3 separate regions of the Pan troglodytes genome follow, and all the other regions are linked to region 2. The links are chromatin contacts, called in public Hi-C and HiChIP or PLAC-seq maps. All regions are on one chromosome and are shown on one strand. Each heading gives the region's core, a stretch centred on a gene start, on an enhancer-like site or on the middle of the called end of the contact. The rest is flanking DNA. Distances are from core to core; before and after follow the strand shown. Region 1 holds the start of LOC134806945 (twinfilin actin binding protein 2). Region 2 holds the start of SEMA3G (semaphorin 3G). Region 3 holds the start of GLYCTK (glycerate kinase).

The links. Hi-C and Micro-C count contacts between places; a contact is called where the count stands out from the background. HiChIP or PLAC-seq counts read pairs in DNA pulled down with a chosen protein or histone mark.
Region 1: a contact with region 2 is called in an H3K4me3 HiChIP or PLAC-seq map of stem cell-derived excitatory neurons, with 5 times the contacts expected there. The contact joins the promoter of LOC134806945 here to the promoter of SEMA3G in region 2. A contact is called at or near these places in 2 of 7 Hi-C or Micro-C datasets (induced pluripotent stem cells and stem cell-derived neural progenitor cells) and 1 of 1 datasets of contacts at active chromatin or transcription factors (stem cell-derived excitatory neurons).
Region 3: a Hi-C map of stem cell-derived neural progenitor cells shows a contact between it and region 2, with 6 times the contacts expected there. The contact joins the promoter of GLYCTK here to the promoter of SEMA3G in region 2. A contact is called at or near these places in 1 of 7 Hi-C or Micro-C datasets (stem cell-derived neural progenitor cells) and 1 of 1 datasets of contacts at active chromatin or transcription factors (stem cell-derived excitatory neurons).

What each region holds. Positions count from the first base shown.
Region 1 is chr2:56,282,137-56,286,001 of NHGRI_mPanTro3-v2.0_pri, forward strand. It overlaps LOC134806945 (twinfilin actin binding protein 2), which reads right to left and starts at 2,218. Exons shown (of 9, transcript XM_063805888.1): 1 at 2,007-2,218. The coding sequence starts at 2,031. LOC134809446 (a long non-coding RNA gene) reads left to right here and starts at 2,235. Exons shown (of 2, transcript XR_010155235.1): 1 at 2,235-2,451; 2 at 3,204-3,865. It also overlaps a transcript of TWF2 not described here.
Region 2 is chr2:56,487,991-56,491,569 of NHGRI_mPanTro3-v2.0_pri, forward strand. SEMA3G (semaphorin 3G) reads right to left here and starts at 2,239. Exons shown (of 17, transcript XM_016941237.4): 1 at 1,828-2,239; 2 at 115-168; 3 at 1-6. The coding sequence starts at 2,221.
Region 3 is chr2:56,331,015-56,334,920 of NHGRI_mPanTro3-v2.0_pri, forward strand. GLYCTK (glycerate kinase) reads left to right here and starts at 2,010. Exons shown (of 4, transcript XM_009445588.5): 1 at 2,010-2,089. It overlaps LOC104005569 (a long non-coding RNA gene), which reads right to left. Exons shown (of 2, transcript XR_010155234.1): 2 at 2,795-2,939.

The DNA.
Region 1 (3,865 bases), core at 968-3,467, 210 kb before region 2:
GGGGTAAATGGGAGAAAGGGCTTGGCGATGGCGGCCTCTATTAATAACAATTAATCTTTTATTATGATAATAACAGCAAGCTGACTGTGCTGAGCTGCCCCTTCTACCAGCCCAGACCTTCCCAGAAGGAAGGCCAAGAAGCTCCCCTAAGGGACAGGCCGACAGGCCCCTTCTAGTGTTACCAGGGCAAACTGACACCCCCACAGGGAAAGGCACATCCCTGCCCACCCCAGCCCCAATGCCTGCCCAGCCACCATCAATAATCCAGAGGCCAGGCCTGGGACACCTGAGCCTCTATTATCAATGATTCATGAACACCTTCCCTCCGACTCCAGTGAGCCTCACGTTACAGGTCCCTTTCCTGCCTGCTCTGCGGTCAGCAGATCCACACCTATGGTCAGGACAGGGCTGGCACTTGGTCCTCCAGGGTGATCTCTGCTGCCAACTTCCCAGGCCAGAAATGGGAAGAAGTGGGCTGCTCACAGGTGGAAGGAGGGCTAGGGGCAGCCCAGTCCCCAGTGACCCCCTCGGTGGGCCTGTCTCACTATGGGAAAGGAGGGAGTGAGGCAGCAGGGAAGGGGTATGGGGTGGCTAACTTCCTGGGATCTCCTCCACCAGGGCTGGAGGCTGGGAGGCAGCAGCTATGACCAGACAAAGGGGAAGGAAGAAGCTGGCCAGGAGGCAGTTCCCTCCTGTGGGGCTGAGTCATGAAGCCTGCCCGCCAGCTCCTCCTGGAGAAAGGCTGGCCCATCTGGGAGCCCTGGCCCTGACCCAGGCCCCTGCCTTCGCGAGGCCAGGGAAACCTTCTCAGGGCAGCCCAGCCACCAAGTGGCCACAACCGCACCAGGATTCAGGTGGTCAGGCAGGTCGATGGTGGCAGCCCCAGGCAGGGGATCCTAGTGTGGTGGGAGGGGTGGCTGATGGCCAAACCCGCCAGGCTGTGTGGGCAAACAGCCCGGGCCTTCCCCACAGGCCAGGCAGCTCTCTCAGGCCAGTGACAGAGGAGGACACTGAGCCCCAGGTAGAGTCAGGGCACCTGGCTCCCAGCCATTGCTTCTCTCACAGCCTGTCCAAGAAGGAAACTGGGACCCCTAGGGGAGGGGAGGGTGTGATGCTAGGGAATGGTGAAGCTTCCTAGGGATGGGGGCTGGGGGTGGGAGCTGGCCTGGATTCTTTAGGGCCAGGACTCTCCCCCCAGAACCCCATATCTGGACCTCTTCTCTGTCTGCAGCCTGGAGCTGGGATCTTCCAACCAGACTGAGGCAGACTCAGAAAGTCACAGTGGAAAATGGGAGGGAGGTCAGAGGTCAAGGTCAGATAGGCAGCTTTCTCCATCCCACGTAGAAGTCTCTGTTCCGGGTTTTCCCTAGCCTGGGGAGAGTGAGTGTCCTGGGAGGAGCAAAGGTCAAGGCCTTCTCCTAACACACATAAACAAGCCCATTCAAGTCAGACACATGCGGTATATGCATCCTTGGCTAAAATGCACACTGAGACGCACTCCAACTGTGCACACACACAGACACCCACATACATGTGCACACTGCCATGAAACACTGATGTCTAAAGAGGGTCCTATGCGACCTACAGTGTCCATTCAAACAGTCACTAGTGCCAGTGCATGAATGACCCTAGATGTACACAAGCGAGTCACATCCAGAGGTGCACAGGCAGGACTGTAAACGGAAGACGTGTGCACATGCGTGTACACCCACTCCCGGAAAGGAACAAAAATATACAGATGGGCACACACAGCCACATTCATCTCCAGGTAGGCACACAGATACTTCCACCCCAGTTGTGTACGTACACATACACCCACTCCCAGCTATGCACACCACGTCCGTACTCCCCCAGATGTGCCCACCCCAGGCGACCCGCGGCTGCAAAAGAGAACAGGAAGCTTTCTCCCGGCTGGGGTGGGGTGGAGGGAGGGGCCGAGAGCCGGGGAGGGGGCGCTTCCGAGAGCCCAGACCGAGGCCCCCTGCCCGCCCGCCATCCGCCCTCACCGTGGATGCCCGTTTGGTGCGCCATGGTTCGGCGCTTCGCTCCGTCCGCGCCGTCGGAGCCCTCCGCTGGACCCTGGCCCGGCAACGCTCGCTGGACCAAGAGAGGAGGAGGATGTGGCGGAGGTTGTCGAGCCTCGCGCAGCTTCCCGGGCGGTGCCGCAGGACCCGCCCCCAGCGGCGCCCCGCCCCCGACAGGCGCGGCAGGGAGGCGGGGACTCGGGGCCGCGCGTGCGCGCAGCCTGCGCCTCGGTCCGGGTGGGTCTAAGGATGATGATTGATCCGCCGTGCGCACGCCAGCGCGTTCCTCTGTGGCAGGAGAGGGGGGGCCTGCGTGTGACCGAGCGTGCGTGGGAGGACGCGCGTGTGTGTCTGTGCGCCCTGATCACGGTGGTCTGTGGGTGGGGCGGATCGTGCGCGCGCGCCCGATCTGTGCTCCCCAAGCCAGGTGGGTCTCCGAATAGGAGTGGGTCCCAGCGTACACGGGTTTGCACCCAGGAAGGGGTCTGCTTGTGGGTGGGCGCGCCAGCTCTTCCCCAGGGGCCGTTTCTTGAGCGCCTCCCGTGGGGTCCTGGGCACCTCGGGGTGGTCATGGCCGCTAGGCTTTGCCCTCACGGGCCTAGGCCCGCCTTCACCCACTAGATGGAGTGTATGGTGGTGAGAGCCCGCCGAGACAATGTGAGGGGCTGCCAGGAGAAGGCGAAGATTGGAAACCTAGAGGGGAGAATGAAACAGCCCAGCAGAGTGGAGCGAAAAGTTTTTTTTCTTTTTCTTTTTCTTTCTTTCTTTTTTTTTTTTTGAGATGGAGTTTCCCTCTTGTTGCCCAGGCTGAAGTGCACTGGCGCGATCTCGGCTCACTGCAACCTCCGCCTCCCGGGTTCAAGCGATTCTCCTGCCTCAGCCTCCCGAGTGGCTAGGATTACAGGCATGCACCACCATGCCTGGCTAATTTTGTATTTTTAGTAGAGACGGGGTTTCTCTGTGTTGGTCAGTCTGATCTTGAACTCCCGACCTCAGGTGATCTGCCCGCCTCGGACTCCCAAAGCGTTGGGATTACAGGCGTGAGCCACTTACTAGTCCCAGCCAGAGAGGTTTTCTGAGAAGAGGGCACTGCATGTGCAAAGGCCCAGAGGTTGAAAGAGGGCCAGAGCCTGGTGAGGAACTTCCCATGTCCTAATGACCTTCTGTGTCTATATCCAGCAGCCTTGCCTTACTGGTACCAGTACCTGCCTGCTGCTACCAACTAGTCAACATGTGGCATCTTCCAGGCCACTGTGATGAGTCAGGGATGAGCATCTGACTCTGGTTGGTCCAATCAGCTTGTCCAGGGACTTTGGCTGGGAAGATTGGAAAGGAGGCCAGCTTTTTGGGCTGGGGTTGCTGAGAGATGTGATGATGAAATGTGTGGCCTACCTGGCATCTGGCCCCAGCTTCAGCTCCGTTTACTGTCTTGCTCCCCACCCTCACTAGCCTGCATTGAGGCCTCCTCTGTGCCCCCCAACCCCTGAGTTTCTCATCCCCAGAGAGCCCAGCTACACAGAATTGAAGGGTTTTCTCATTCATCTTCCTGCGCTCACCCTGAAGACTGGGCCTATGTCATCTGCTAACCACTGTCCCCCCAGCACTCACAGTGGAAAATGGAGTGTTATGCAGCCCTGCAGCTTGCCTTCTAGAACAGTTCACAGGCAAGGCCTCCCACACTGAACCCTGCTACAGCCAGATGGTGCCAGCAACACAGAGCTACTTGTTACATCAGTTCAGACTAAGCCACATCCACAGGAGCATCTGGTGATTCCACAGAACCACAAGAGACTTGACCTCCTGGAAATGAATTAACCAAGATTGATGAAAAAGATTAAGGT
Region 2 (3,579 bases), core at 989-3,488:
GGAGGTCTAGGAGGATGTATGGGGAGGCGGATCAGGGCCACAGCTCAGCCTAGTTCCCCAGCCAAGGAGTGGAGGTGGAGGCCCCGGCTGAGCATCCACCCCTGGCACACTCACATCTGGAAAATGTTTCCATCCACATGGTGCTGGAAGGCTTTCGGACCATGGCTCCTGGGGACAGGTGGGACGGGAGGCTCAGAGCCTCCCACCTGGCCCAGCCTACCCTGGGGCCTACCTCCCACCCCTCCATTCCTTAGCCCTTCATCATGCAGCTAACATCTTCCCACTGTCCCATCTGTGCCCTACCCAGTCCCCAGGGAAGAAGGCCCCAACCAGCAGAAACTAGAGCAAAGTGCTGGAAGATCCTGGAGGAAGGGCGGGAGTCTTTGCAGGCCGCCTGACTCAGCTGGAGGGTGGGCCAGCAGGCGAAACTGTTCCCAGCAGAGGGGACCCCTGGCAATGGCCTGGGTGCAGAAAAGGGCAGGTATGGCCAGGAAGGGCTCCCACCTCCAGTCCAGGGATGTGGCCAAAGACAATTTTCTCCCCATAGATGCTGGCTATCCCACCCCAGAGATGAGAGCAGGGAGCTGTCTGGGGACATCGGTCCCAGGAGTTGAAGATCCTGAGGTAGGTCCTCCGGGCTTGGCTGGGGAGGTGGAGGTAATGGGGGCAGTAGGATGTGGCAGGAAGGGGGTGCTGGCCACCTTTGGGAAGGCCCAGAGTGTCCTATGCCTTCCCTACAGAAGCACCTCTACCCAACACCCATTCCACCCCCAAAACTCATCAACGGCCTCTTCCGGGAAGCCCTCCATGGATGACAGTACCTTGGGGAACTTTCCCTATTTGGGGCTTTTTCTAGTAGTCTGACCTCCCCGCAAAACCACAGCTCCCGGAACAAGACCACATTCCCCTCAGCCTCTCCAGGGACGAGCGCCATCTCCCCCAGCAGACCGGGCTTCCCAGGGGAAGGTGGTCACCCCTCTGGTTTCCTCAGGAAGGATCTGCCAAGAGCCTGTCTCGGGCCTTCCCTGGGCCCATCCATGGAGGCCTGAGCCGGCTCACATGTCTAGGGTAGAACACAGGAACCCCCAGGCTGGGATGTGCAAAAAGGGGAGGTGAAACTCCCCCTGGGCTGGGGCGCTTCTTGGGTGCAGGAGCACATGAACAAGCCCACTCTGGGAAGTGGGCTGCAAGGGGGGTCCTCCCCTTCTCTGTGGCCCCAGGACCAACGGATAGCATGCTGCCTGCTCTCCCGTTGGCCACCCTGGGCAAAAAGTGCCAGTTGAGCCCAGACAGACCCTTCAGCCCCACCCTCTCTGTCACTCTCCCCTGCCTGGTCCCTTCCTCTGTCTCCTCCCCATCTTTATTGAGCTCTCTCAGGGTCTCCATCTGTCCCTTTCTCAGCACTCCCCGTCAGGTCCTTCCCACCGCCACCCTGGTCCTGTCTCCCAGGACCTGCCTCCCTCCCACTCCCCGAGAGCTGTGCAGGGAGAGGCTCCCTCCCCTACAGCTGGCCAGGCACCCAAGAGCCCAAGCCACCCAAACAGGGCACACGCACACAAACAGGGCACACGCACCCAAACACGGCACACGCACACAAACACGGCACACGCACACAAACTCGGCACACGCACACAAACACGGCACACGCACCCAAACAGGGCACACGCACACAAACACGGCACACGCACACAAACACGGCACATGCACCCAAACAGGGCACATGCACACAAACACTGCACAGGCACACAAACACGGCACATGCACCCAAACAGAGCGCACGCACACAAACGGCACATGCACACAAACAGGGCATGCAGGGGCTGGTACCTCGGTAGGAGTGCCGCAGGCGGGGCACACTGGGGCCGGGGCTGGGGCCAGAGCTACCCCCATGGAGCAGGAGGCCCCCTAGCAGCCAGCAAATGGCCCAGGCCGAGGGGGCCATGCTGGGGAACTGAGGGCACCACTGCTGCCTGCCTGCAGAGCCGCCCTCCGGTCCCGCTGGCCGCCGGTTGTAGTTTGCTCTGCTGCCACCAGGCCACCACTTATAAGGCAGTGGCTCCACCCAGTCCTGGGCGGGAAGAGGGGCGGAGGAGAGAAGGAGGCTGGGGCCTTGCCGTCCACCTGCCGCTTCTCCTTCCACCTTGTTGGCCCAGTGCAGGCTTTTGTGCCACACTGGCCAGCTCCCCATTGGGAAGATCTTCCCAGCTAGGGCACAGGCCATGTGTACAGAAATGTCCACAAATGCAGGTCCCCAGGCTCCAGCAAAGTGACAAGTGGGGAGAGAGCCTGGAAGGGAGGTCAGGGATCAGAGGTTAAAGTTGATGGGCTGGGTAGGGGCCTAGCTGGGCTCTGCCTTGTTCTCTGCCCCTCCACTGCACACAGCAGAGACCTTCCAAACTGGCCCTGCCCCAATTCCAGGATATTCCAGCCCCCTGAAGCTTTGGCCAGACTCTCCAGCTCCCCTGGGTAAGGGTGGAGGGCCATTCCCAGCCCAAGGGGCGCCATGTCCTAGACAGGTGTTTGAGGTCCGGCAACACTTCATAGAGCCAGCAAGAGATGACTGCCCAGCCTCTTCCACCCAGGCCTGTCCCCATCTGGCTTCCAGGCACCCCAGCCTCTCCCCACATCTACATGCCCCATCTCAGCTCACCAGGCTTGCTTTGGGGTAGGGGACAGGGGCATCAGGGGACTCCATGCCGAGGGAACCTCCCCTTGCCCTGCCTCCCTCAGGCCTCCAGTCCTTCCAGAGACTCAGGGTCCAGAGCTTCCCCAGGTCAGTGATGGTTCTTCCCAGGGACCCCATGCCTCATAGGCCCTACAGACACCTATGATCTCTTAGAGGTCACTTCCCCCACCCTGAATACTGACTGGGTGGCGGGGGGCAGAGAAAGCCACAGAAGAGGGCCAAAGGGGAAATGGGACTGAGGGCCTGAATCTGGGGTGAGTGACAGGACCTCCCCATGCTCCCTGCCCCAGAACAGTCGCCACCTCACCCCACCCCAGAACCCTACACTCAGAACCTGAGGCCCTGGGCACTAAAGAGATTTTAATTTTGAGCTGGAGTTTGAGTTCCCAGGATTCTAACAGCTCCTGCAGGTTGGGCCTCCCACATGGACCGGCCTGGGCCCTCTGATGGTGGTCAGGGAACTTGGGGGGCACTCAGAGAGGGAAGGACCTGGCCCAGGCCACAGAGCAGGCTGAGAATGGGTCCAGCTCAGCTCTGCCCCTTCCTGGGACCCTCCTTTGCTTCTGGGCATTCTTGGGAGTATGGGGACCCCACCCTCCTCCCCTACCTCAATCCTGAAATGGAAACAGGTTGGCTTCTTGGGTCAGCATGACAGGTCCCAGAGACCTACAACTCTGCCTCCCTGTCCCCAGCTCCCTTCACTCACACATGCCTTCTTCAGCAGGGGGCTGGCCTGGAGGTGGGCAAGGGGCTGCCCACAGAGGCCAGTGATGGAGCTCAGCCCAGCCCTGCCTCTGGCCCTGCTGGAGAGCCTTGGCCAAGGCCCTTCCATCTCTGGGTCTGCCTCTTCCTCCCAGGGCCAGGGACCAGCCACCCTGGGTGTAAGCAGCCTT
Region 3 (3,906 bases), core at 760-3,259, 160 kb before region 2:
CACGTTGGCCAGGCTGGTCTTGAACTCCTGACCTCAGGTGATCCACCTGCCTCAGCCTCCCAAAGTGCTAGGATTACAGGTGTGAGCCACTGTGCCCGGCCCATGCCCAGCTAATTTTTGTATTTTTAGTAGAGATGGGGTTTCACCATATTGGTTAGGCCGGTCTCGAACTCCTGACCTCAAATGATCCCACCTGCCTCAGCCTCCCAAAGTACTGGGATTGCAGGCATGAGCCACTGCACCTGTCCCAAAAACACATTTCTAATGTCAACCTAAAAATCATCAAAAGGTTCGAGATCCAGTTAAAAGAATTTATTCAAGCATAAAGTGTGAGGGCAGCCATCCAGGGAAACACAGACACCAAGCAGTGGCAATTAGTGTTCTCCAGCATGGGTTAAGATGAAGGTTGTTTATATAGGCCGGGCGCCTGTAATTGTTTATACGCCTGTAATCCCTGCACTTTGGGAGGCCAAGGGCGGTGGATCACAAGGTCAGGAGTTCGAGACCAGCCTGGCCAACATGGTGAAACTCTGTCTCTACTAAAAATACAAAAATTAGCTGGACGTGGTGGCGGGCGCCTGTAGTCCCAGCTATTCGGGAGGCTGAGGCAGGAGAATTGCTTGAACCTGGGAGGCGGAGGTTGCAGTGAGCCGACATCGTGCCCAGGCTGCAGTGCAGTGGCCATGAGCTGAGACTGTGCCATTGCAGTCCAGCCTGGGTGACAGAGCAAGACTCCACCTCAAAACCAAGAGAAAGAAATGTGTTTTTGTTTGTTGGTTTTTTTTTGAGACAGGGGCCCAGGTTGGAGTGCAGTGGCGTGATCAAGGTTCACTGCAGCCTCTACCTCCCAGGCTCAGGTGATCCTCCCATCTCAGCCTCCTGAGTAGCTGGGACTACAGGAGCATGCCACCACACCTGGCTCTTTTTTTTTTTTTGGTAGAGATAAGTTTCGCCATGTTCCCAGGCTGGTCTCGCATTCCTAGGCTCAAGCGATCCGCCCACCTTGGCCTCCCCAATGTTGGGATTACAGGCGTGAAACACTGCGCCCTGCCAAGAAACATGTTTCAATAAAATTGTTAGGAAATCAAGTGTGTGATTTGTGATGCAACTCTCTCCTCTATCTCCCTAAGAAAACATCAGTAAAAACAGTGAACTGTTTTGTATTTTTGGAGTCTGATCAGGACTCATCTTATGAATGTGGGAAGGCATCCAGCCAACACAGGGTAGGCCCCGGATGAGAGTAGGGACAGCGAGGTAGGCCCAGAGTCATTAGCGTTTACATGCCGCTTATGTGCTTGAGGATCGCAGAATGGAACTCTTGCTAAGCCAGAGCTGTATTTGGTGGCCCATGGTGGGAGAGGGAAGAACAATAATAAGTTGTGGAATAAAAGCCATGGAGAGGAGCGGGAATTACTTAATCTGGCTCCAGAAGGGGTGAGTTGTGGGGAAGTAGTGATTCTCAGTTCGTTTGCTCAGCCCAGTGCCTGACACTCAGGGTGCATCTGCTGACTGACCGTACAGGATAAAGGAAGGGAGAGGCCGGGTGCGGCGGCTGAAGTCTGTAATCCCATCACTTTCGGAGGCTGAGGTGGGTGGATCGCTTGAGGTTAGGCGTTCGAGACCAGCCTGGGCAACATGGCGAAAGCCCGTCTCTACTAAAAAATACAAAAATTAGCCCGGAGTGGTGGCACATGCCTGTAATCCCAGCGACTCGGGAGGCTGAGGCATGAGAATCGCTTGAATCCGGGAGGCGGAGGTTGCATTGGGCCGAAACCGCGCCTCTGCACTCCAGTCTGGGCGACAGAGTGAGACCCCGTCTCAAAAAAAAAAATCGGCAATCGGTGAGGCGGGGATTATTACCCTCAATGTAGAGATTTAAAAAATGAGGACTGAAGGTGACTCCTTCCAGGTCTGTCAGTGGCCAGCAAAGAGCCAATATGCTAAACTCTCCCCTCCCGGACACCGGCTTCAGCCAGAGCTCGCACCCGCCTGCGCCGCTCCACCCACCCACACTTCCGGCTTCCGCTCCGCCCACCCCCTAGTACTTCCGTTCTCCAGCGCTGGGCACCGCGGCCGGAGCTGTGGGCTGGTAAGTCTGCGCCGCCAGGGCTCGCATGGCCTTCAGAAGCGGTCCCTGGGCTGGGCGATGACGGGTCCTGGTGGCAGCAGGCCCTTCTTTCTCGCATCACCGGGCATTACGCGGCAGCCATTTCCCTCGCTAAGGCCCTACCTTAGGATGACGTCACTTCCGGCCCCCTACTGTCTAGGGAAAGCCGGAAATGGTACCAGCCCTCTTTGATGGCGGGGAGGAGTCAAGACCGGTAGTCTTCCTATTTCCGTTGTTTTGCTCTGGAGCCTCCTGGAGTTTCGGAGAGACCGTGTCTTGGATAGAATTGGAGGACTTAGCAAATAAAAATGCAAAGCGTCCAGTTACATTTTTTTTTTGAGTTAGAATCTCACTCTGTCACCCAGGCTGGAGTGCAGTGGCGCGATCTCGGCTCACTGCAACCTCCGCCTCCCCGGTTCAAATGATTCTCATGCCTCAGTCTCCCGAGTAGCTGGGATTACGGGCGCCCACCACACCCGGCTAATTTTTGTATTTTTAGAAGAGACGGGGTTTCACCACGTTGGTCAGGCTGGTCTCGAACTCCTGACCTCAGGTGATGCGCCCGCCTCAGCCTTCCAAAGTGCTGGGATTACAGGCGTGAGCCACTGCGCCCGGCCACGTCCAGTTAAATTTGAGTTAAGATAAACGACGAATAATTGTTAAGTCCTAAACATTGTATGCACATACTTATACTTTAAAAATTACTTGTTTATTTGAAATTCAAATTTAACCGGAAGTCCTGTATTTTCTCTGGCAGCCTTAGCATTGAGCGTCCCCCTGTCCTGTGCTCATACCCAGTGGCAAGGCTGGGATCTTCTAGGCTCTTGTCCATCTGGAAAATAGATACAAATTTCATCCAGGCTATAAAGATCGGCTGTCTTAGTTGCTAAGATGCTTTTAGCTCCAAGTCTAATGGGCAAGCTCCAGGGGTCCCCCTGGCCAAAACTGGACCCATTTTCGGAATCCCCATGACGATGCCCTCTGTGTTCCCTTTCACAACAGAAGTCAGGCATGGCTGTCTTTTCTTACCGAAGAGCTGAGAACTAGGCAAGCAAAATGGTCAAAGTCTGGAAGTAACCACCATATTTGGGTGTGGGGTAAACCGGTGTTTGAGATCTGTGTTGCAGTGGACAGTATCAGAGAGCCTGAGGTTGTTAAGGGGAGAGCGTAGTGTTAATCTCACCCCATGTCTCATTTTGCGGATGAGGCCCAGTGAGAGAAATGGAGGTGTCCCAGCCACTCAGAAAGCCTATAGTAGAGCTGGAACCTCAATTCCCAGCCTCCTTACCCTGCTCAGTCCATACTTGCTGATGAAGTCAGCTTGCAACATTTATGGTAACAATGATTTATGGTAAACAGATGAGCTGTTTGGGTCTTTGTTGTTCCTATACTCCTCTACAGCTTCCTGACCTTCGCCCCAAGGCTTCTTTAGCTTTTACTCTGCCCAGTGGGGAAAATGGCTATGGGCTCAGTTATGGGAGCCTGGCCTTTGCCTACTTCAGCCCTTGGGCTCTCACCACTGTGGGTGGTGTGACCTAGGACTTGTTTTTGTTATCTTGGAACCAGAAGGGGTGTTCTTGGCAGGGTTGGGTCTGGCCAACTGTGTGGGTAGAAGGGCATCCTTTTCTGTCCTGCAATTGGGCTTCATGGCACATGGCCTCACATGGTGCCTGGGGACTTTTCTAAGGTTCCACCATGAGCCAGACTTTGCCCTCACTCCTGATTTGAACCTAAACCTCTTGCTGAACTGGTCCTGCATACTGAGATTCCTCAGATTGCTTGCCCTGAGGATGTGTTCT